2 separate regions of the Bombyx mori genome follow, and region 2 is linked to region 1. Evidence: chromatin contacts called from public Hi-C data. All regions are on one chromosome and are shown on one strand. The core of a region is the stretch at or near the end of the contact, and the rest is flanking DNA. Distances in the headings are between cores, read along the strand shown.

Region 1 (4,092 bases), core at 1,412-3,911:
AGGTCGAAGAATTGTATTGTATAACGGCTGTTTTACCCTTCAAATAAAAAAAGGGAAGGACGGTTTTTCGTTTACCGGCTGGTAGATTATTCTCGATTTGGCTTATATAACGATTTCTTTGTACACTTTATGAATAGACAAGCGGCCCGCTCCGGCTCCGCTCGGGTCTTTAACAAAAATTTCAACGATATTTAACGTTGTTTTATTTATTTAAATAAAATAACACTTATTGCGGCATAACTATAATAGTTAGACATATGCTGTCGTGACACTTTTTGTAAATAATAATGTGTTCTACAAAGTCGTAGTACATTATTTTATTCTGTCATCAATAGTTTTCGCAGCGCACGCGATGCAAAGAATATTTTAGGTGTTTTTTTTACACTTTGGGTTACATTATTGGAGTTTTAGTAAGGATCACTAATTTTTTTCAAATAGAATATATCCTATGTCACTCGGGAATAGTGTAGCTTCCAAACAGTGAAAGAATTTTTCACATCAGTTCAGTAGTTTCGGAGCCTATTCAATACAAACAAATCTTTCCTCTTTATAATATTAGTATAGAAGTGTAGATTGGCCAACGTTATTGACCCACATTGCGGATGACTTTTCGATATATTTTTTTACCTATTTTTACAACGTACATTGTACATAGGTACGAGGAGAAATATCGCAAATCAGACGGGCTCCGTCACATCTGAACATATAGTAACAGTGTTGCCATTTGAACTTGGGGTGTACTTTATGCCTATCGCGATTCGGAATTACAATCAACTGTACGTAAAGATAAAAATCAACGACCCCCATAAATCACTCGACTGTTATCGGTCGCCTTGAACAGGAAAATAATGTGCAGGATCAGGGATAGTGGTGAACTTTACGATAAATCATTTTAATACATTAATTTAATATCTGAGGCTGAAATGAGATGCACTTATATGATAACAGTGGGCCTGAATACAAATGAGAATATAGATGAGGCGAGAATACAATTGTCAGTCCGCACGGGTAGGTACCACCACCCTGTCTATTTCTGCCGTGAAGCAGTAATGCGTTTCGGTTTGAAGGGTGGGGTAGCCGTTGTAACTATACTGAGACCATGGAACTTATATCTCAAGGTGGGTGGCGCATTTATGCTGTAAATATCTATGGGCTCCAGTAACCACTTAACACCGGGTGGGCTGTGAACACGTCAACCCATCTAAACAATAAAAAAAATATCTGACTGTATTATTTCATTTTATTTTACAATTAAAAGAGCACGCCCAAAGACCATAAGCAACACCGGGTGGGCTGTGAACACGTCAACCCATCTAAACAATAAAAAAATATCTGACTGTATTATTTCATTTTATTTTACAATTAAAAGAGCACGCCCAAAGACCATAAGCCGAATTAAGCCCAAACGGCATGTTGTAAGTCTCCTGTACAAATGCACAAGCCGGATCTTGCAACTCAACTATACTGCAGTACAGGACGAAGGACACAAAAGCCTTGCCTATTTAGATCAGTGGCTCTTAATTAGTGAAAGATCCTGAGAGAGAAAACCCTCTACTAATTGAAGCTAGGAATTAGGGATTAGTCACAACAGATCCGTGTAGATCGGAGAGGCGATATTTTTTTGGAATAAAGCATTACTGGAGGCCCAAACGCTTTTTCAGTTTCACCAGGACAAACTGGCGGGCGCGGGCTTTGTCGTAATAGGTGGGATTTACTAACAGCTGCCCGAGCACCTCCAAGGGAAACCTAACAGCTCAGAGGCAGCTGCGTCGCGAAAACATCTACTACTAAATTAAAAGGACATATTCATGATAAATCGTTTAATATGCTCTTTCCATGTTTTAAACTATTTTTTATATGATTAGAGACTCAAAATTCATTCAAATTAATTTCAAGTAGTTCCACATTATTCCATACAGTTTTTCGTGGCGTCATTTCTGTCCAAACATGGAAACAATAAAAGGGTTTTGTCGTTCGATTTTATCTGTTCAATGTATCAAAAGAGAAGCGTTATTAAAATAAATCAACTTTAGTTACTTAGAATATTCAAAAGACAAACTTTTTCATAATTTAACGCGGGCTGGTACTAAGGAATCCTTTATGAAAGTGACTGTCAATTTATACCGAAACCTGTTTGCAACTTTCGTCCTGTCATCATAAATGTCAATTTCCTAAAACAGATCTCTTCGATGCTGTGTCATTATAACTCTTCATAATAAAGTCAAAGTTAATGCTCTCGGGAAGGAGGGAAAGGATGAACGAGGACGGATCAATGAAATAACATCGTGCACCATTTTTACAATAAAATGTATTTTTTGTTCATTTATTACATCACCGATAAAGAATAATATCATTCTACAAACATTCGTTGCGTAATCTCTTCGTGACTATTTCTGTCCACATAATTGTGGAACGTCTTTCTTTGCTTTTTTTTGACTTATGAAAACACAGCATCCGCGTGCATAGTGTTTAGTTCATTTAATGCTGGTCGTGAGTATTATTACGTCTGCAAGGGATTAATATTTCAAGACCTTTGCCTGGAACGAAATTTAAATATTCCTACATTCAACATAGTACTCTGCTTCTGGCAGTGGAAAGATCATAATATTAGCGCTCTGCACTCGCGACACGAGCGCTCTGAAACAGGAATGTAGCTGATTACGCGATCCCGTTTGTTCGAACGCTTCTTGCTTATTGGCGTTGGGACTTTTATCCGGCATAAAATAGCTCCTATTCGTCTCTGACTAACCGCAAAACAGCTAGAACCGACGATGAAAGATCGAATTAATGCCCGTTAATTTTGTTTTGTGTCTTTTCGGGAAACATGTAATACAAACACAATATAAAAAAAAAGATATTTTTTTTGTAAAAAAAAGCATGGCGTACCATTCAGGATATTATCAAAATAACCCTTCTACTCATATCTGTTCGTAAAATAGTTATAACTAATGATACCATGCACCCCACGCTTTTTTTACAATAAAATCGTTTTTTTCTTACACTATTTTGAATTCAGATTTATTTTCTATTTTTTAGTTGAATTTTCTATAAAAGCGTATTTTGTTGGTTTCTTTAAATTATTATTTATTTTTCATTTTTTTTTTTTTATTGAATTGTCATCGGTCCGTAATAAGTATACCAAATTTCGAGTTAATCCGACGTTTTGAAGGGGGTCAAAATCATGTTCAAAGATTCCGTTACATACTAATAGTCTTTTAATCGTTCTCACAATCTTGTAAACCTAAGAAAAATCTCATAAGGTTCCCCCTCTGGTTGTTTTAAATAGCGTAAAATGTCATAGCAGCAGTACCTGTATGCACGTGACCGACACGGCGCATTGACGGCAAAGGAATATTCAACACGCGGCTCTCGAGAGCTTGCCGCTAGTGCAGAGCGTGCATTATCGATTTATTATTTTCCGAAACTGCCATGAAAACTACGACTACCTACATAAACTCTCGTAAAATACACGTTACCCAAAAAAATAATCTATGTCGTCGACTTAAAGAACGCTATTTCGTTGTATATATAACATAATTTATATTTCTAGAAAACTAACAGTACATATTATAAAATTTATAAATAATACAGAGCTATATTCCGTGAACCGATTGCAGTGGTCTGCATTCGATCGATACGAACTGTTCAATTCGATTTTAAATTTCACTGAAGAGTCGGTTCACATATTCATTAAATACTTTAATATATTAATTGTCATTTTATTATTAACCGACACGGTAACTACAATATACTAGGAACGATTCAACAGTCAATCACATAACCACAACGATATGCGCACGTTAACTTAAGCACTTAACAAAACATAGTTCGATTAGAATCGTACGTTGTATGTAATAAAGAATAAAAACGGGTTTACCCGCAAGTCTCCTAGTCTAAGTTACGCCCTCGGGCGAAGCACGAGATTGCAAGTCTGTGGAAGATTAATTACACTAAGCAGTTCTAATCGACTCCAACGTCCCATCCGCCTCATTGAATTGTCTAGGCAGACTTCAATCCGGCCCGCTGCGTTTATCGTCCCCCGGACTGATTAAGTCGAACTGAGTATATCACAAGAAACGACGGCACTTCGAT
Region 2 (4,334 bases), core at 872-3,371, 42 kb after region 1:
CTATTTTCTGTCTATTTTAAAATGGCTTTGATCAAACCGTAAAAATACTTTTAATTATCGCTACGACTGCGAAGGACATACTAAACAAATATCTTTTTCGATATTTAGAGATATCCTATATCATCGTTATTTTTCCCGTGTATATTTAATACGTGCGCGTAATGAGTGTACTTCTAAGCAATATTTCTGTCCACCCACGCTTCGACCTCCGTCGAGATGCCCGAAGGTCTAATCTCGCGTAGTTTTCAGTTGACAATCGTTAAATTCCGACTGAACGGCGTCGGAATGTATCGGACTGCCGAGGATCTCGGCGGCGTGAAGAAGGGCCCGTTTCCAGGCGATTATACCGCCGAGCCTTTTTAAATTGGATCGGGTCAAATTAGATTCTCTCGCACAAAAAGAAAAAAAAAACATTTATTTCTTCTGTCCCCCGACTTTATTCAAACTATACGGGTCCGGCTTCACGATTATTGTTTCGGTACTATACATTTTACAATCTTGCAACCTAAACTATTTACTATTTATATTTAAAATTCCCTTCAATTTTAATTTTTTTTATTTTTTTTATTGCGTAGTTGGGTAGACGAGCTCACAGCCCAAGTGATGTTAAGTGGTTACTGGAGCCCATAGACACCGTAAATGCGCCACCCACCTTGAGATATAAGTTCTAAGGTCTCAAGTATAGTTACAACGGCTGCCCCACCCTTCAAACCGAAACGCATTACTGCTTCACGGTAGAAATCGGCAGGGTGGTGGTAACTACCCGCGCGGACTCACAAGAGGTCCTAACTCCTACCACCAGTAACTTCCTTCTATAAACAGCTGTTATTTTAGATAATTACTATCATTTTCCGGGGAAAGTTGGCTAGTGCGCCAAATAGTGATGTACAAAAATGTGTACAATGTGAATCACTCACGATTCTCGTTCAAGTTCAAGGCCATAACCGGAAGAATCGTGATCGAAGCGTGAACATAACAATAATGTTATCTTTGCGTTGCGCATTGCTATCAATAGTTACCTACATTACTAACGTCTTTATTCATTCTAATTAAGCTTCAATTACAGGTAAATTTATCTTTATATATGTGGGATCGTTCATGAGTAAAAGCGGGATGAATATAGCGAAATTCTTTATTTTACTTCACAATCACTTCGTACACGTCTTTCTAAAACTTTTTCCTTTTCCACCTACCCCCTCTAACCTTAAACTGCTATCTCTGTCTGAACCTAATAGAATGTTGCCATTGCAACAGGCACAAAATAAATTTAAAAAAAAACTGTAAAAACGTCATAAAAATAACACTCTTCTGTGCGTGTGTTTGTCACTGAACTCCTCCTAAGCAGCTCCTGAATCGATTTGAATGATTTTTTTGTATGTATTTTGGTGGCGCCCTGGATGGTTTAGATTCACAAATCAGCCCGGCAGATGGCGCTGCACACGGTATATAGGTTATTTATCTTTCTTAAAAATTATTTATATGGCAAAACAACGTTTGTCGGGTCAGCTAGTAGCAACATAATTTAGCCAGTAATATCTTATGATACCATAGTCTAGATGTATGCCAAAAAAATTTACGAAAACAACACGAATTATACCTAGCACTAAAGATAGAAACATTCAAACAGGATATGAGAACCAAATGAGTCAACAATCATATGTGATCTAAGCCACGTAAAAACGAACTGTGCGATTTCTAGTTTCCACATATTGCATTATACCGCTGCTCGATGGTTTTACGCGACAGAATTTTTTACTGGTGGTAGGACCTCTTGTGAGTCCGCGCGGGTAGATACCACCGCCCTGCCTATTTCTGCCGTGAAGCAGTAATGCGTTTCGGTTTGAAGGGTGGGACAGCCGTTGTAACTATACCGAGATCTTAGAACTTATATCTCAAGGTGGGTGGCGCATTTACGTTGTAGATGTCTATGGGCTCCAGTAACCACTTAACACCAGGTGGGCTGTGAGTTCGTCCACCCATCTAAGAAATAAAAAAATAAAAAAACAAGGACACAAAATTGCCAAAAAGAAAAAGCTATGACGTGAGCATCAACCATTCCGCTTACACTCTCCGCAGAGACAATAAACAAGCGGTTCGTGTGCCAGATACAGCGACTGCGGAACGAAATTTAAATCGTTTCGATCATGTGACTTCAAACTGCCGTAGGGGGAACACTGTAATACATCATTTCCTTAGTAGCTCACCAGAAAGATATCTGTTAATTGAGCCATGAACGGACACAATCCCATTCAAACTAAATATATTTGTTTCGTTGATTTCTCTCGACTGTTTTACATAGATTTTAGTTTTGAAATCAAATCAATGTTGTCAGTGCATCAAAAAATATTTAAAATTTTCAATTAATGAATCCTTTTACATTCAAACACGTCATTTCGGATCCTCCCGATCCAGTAACGATGCTTTTAGGTACCTCAAGCAACGGTCATCGTTCTCGTCAAATTAACCCTCTGGACACAGCCCACTGAGTTTCTCGCCGGATCTTCTCAGTGGGTCGCGTTTCCGATCCGGTGGTAGATTCTGCGAAGCACGGCTCTTACTAGGGTTTGTGTTAGCAACGCCGTCAGGTTTGAACCCCGTGAGCTCACCTACTAGTTAAGGTTACGCTGAAATAGCTTCTCAAGGCTCTCAGCTTAGGTAGGGGAAAAAATAATTACATTCAGATATCCTGAAAAAACACCGTCTACCTATGTTAATTGAATTATTATTCGAAATATAGGTATTTTATCTATCACGTAGACGACGCGTGTTCACAGCGTGTTCATTACGCGCGTTCAATGATTGTAATCTGTTACCAAGTCAAATGGCCGTTGACATGAATGAACACGGTCCGCGACCTGCGGGCCATTTGGGCACATTCGGGCCGAAGTTGTCGCGGAAACAATTGATTCGATGAAATAATCCGAAGGCCGTTTCAGTTGAACATTTCAAATGTGAAACGTGGAAGCGAAGTAAAATTGTTTTTGGACGCGAGTAAACACGACGAGATCATAAACTTGTTTACATCAACACTTGTACTAATCTAATTTTCCGATAAGATCTGTATGTATGTTGTTGTTGTTGATATTTTAACAAGCGTAAAGGAATATTTAGAACGCAAATTATAATTCATTAAAATTCAATTATGAGATTAATTATTTTCTTTCACGTGATTACAATTTTCCTTTTCAAATAGCACTGATTCTATGAGTAAAAATGAATATTGTTATTTTAGTCCTTAACAATGAAAAAGAAATGCAATCAAAATAATTATATAAATGAAGACGCAATTATTATATGAATCAAAACACGATTCAGCTGTTTACGTAACGTATTATTGAGATTTATTACGCAATAATAATTTTAACGATTTTGATTAGTGTTCATTAATGTTACCATCACCAATTTTGTTTTCCCTTGGAACACGAGCTGGAAGTGGTAATTATATTGAAACGACGGCAAGAATACCCATCAAACGAAACCGCCTATTGGCATTGTGGGGGATATAGAAAATACCAAATGCTATTGGAGACAAAGGGGTTCTGATACAAACTCACTTAACAAAGCCTTCCGTAAAAGGATTCTAGAATAATCGATTTGAAACCGTCTGCCTTCAGCGCGTTCTTTCGACGATCGCTGCATCATCAGATCATTTGCTTGAGAGTGTTTTATAATCAACGACACGATAACGATTTATCGGCCTTGATAGACCCACTGACCGTTGAATCCACAAACAGTTTAGATACTATTAAAATTATGCGTCAGTTTCTAGTTTGGCTTGTCCTACATCAACCCACCAACATTTGTATCGTTACTAACAGCAACAGTAGCGCGAGTAGCAGTCGGAGCGAAACGATCTTGGTTTTTGTGCGTTTTACCGATGACCCGATTAATCGAATTGTTTTTACATTGACAAGCTAGTTGAACCACTGTGGAAACACAGACAATTGTCACTCGCACACAAACCACTCATCCTGCAACTATCGTGTATCGATTGTGTGGTGCTAGAAACTTCGAGAAAGTGTCGATAACGAGGTTTGAACTCAAAATAAAAAATAGCGCGTCAACAAAGCACGACCAAATACACTAAAACTAACGCCAACACACACTCTACGATAAATCGTGAAGATCTAACTACACCGCTGAAGTTGCTTCAGTTCATTGTTGTGGAATTTTATTAATGACGTACTATTGAACAAACCAGTTTCAAAATTCGAATACATAAATCGAAGTCGGAGAGTCGATAATCGTCAATAATCGTATTGTATGTAAAGACTTTTACTTAGAATTTTAAGCGTTCATCATGATTACAGAGCTAATATCGTCGAGACTTACTG

The links. Hi-C and Micro-C count contacts between places; a contact is called where the count stands out from the background.
Region 2: a Hi-C map of middle silk gland shows a contact between it and region 1, with 2.0 times the contacts expected there. The contact joins two enhancer-like sites. A contact is called at or near these places in 5 of 7 Hi-C or Micro-C datasets (middle silk gland, midgut, an unstated tissue and 1 more).

The regions. Positions count from the first base shown.
Region 1 is chr25:11,367,465-11,371,556 of ASM3026992v2, forward strand. The region is part of intron 11 of LOC101739525 (hypoxia-inducible factor 1-alpha); the gene reads right to left. Among protein-coding and RNA genes, the nearest start is that of LOC101739665, 14 kb to the left of the region's middle. Within about 2 kb of position 2,662, at least 5 of the 8 cell types and tissues checked have open chromatin away from gene starts, as enhancers often do.
Region 2 is chr25:11,409,855-11,414,188 of ASM3026992v2, forward strand. All of the region lies in intron 6 of LOC101739525 (hypoxia-inducible factor 1-alpha), which reads right to left. Among protein-coding and RNA genes, the nearest start is that of LOC101739665, 57 kb to the left of the region's middle. Within about 2 kb of position 2,122, at least 2 of the 8 cell types and tissues checked have open chromatin away from gene starts, as enhancers often do.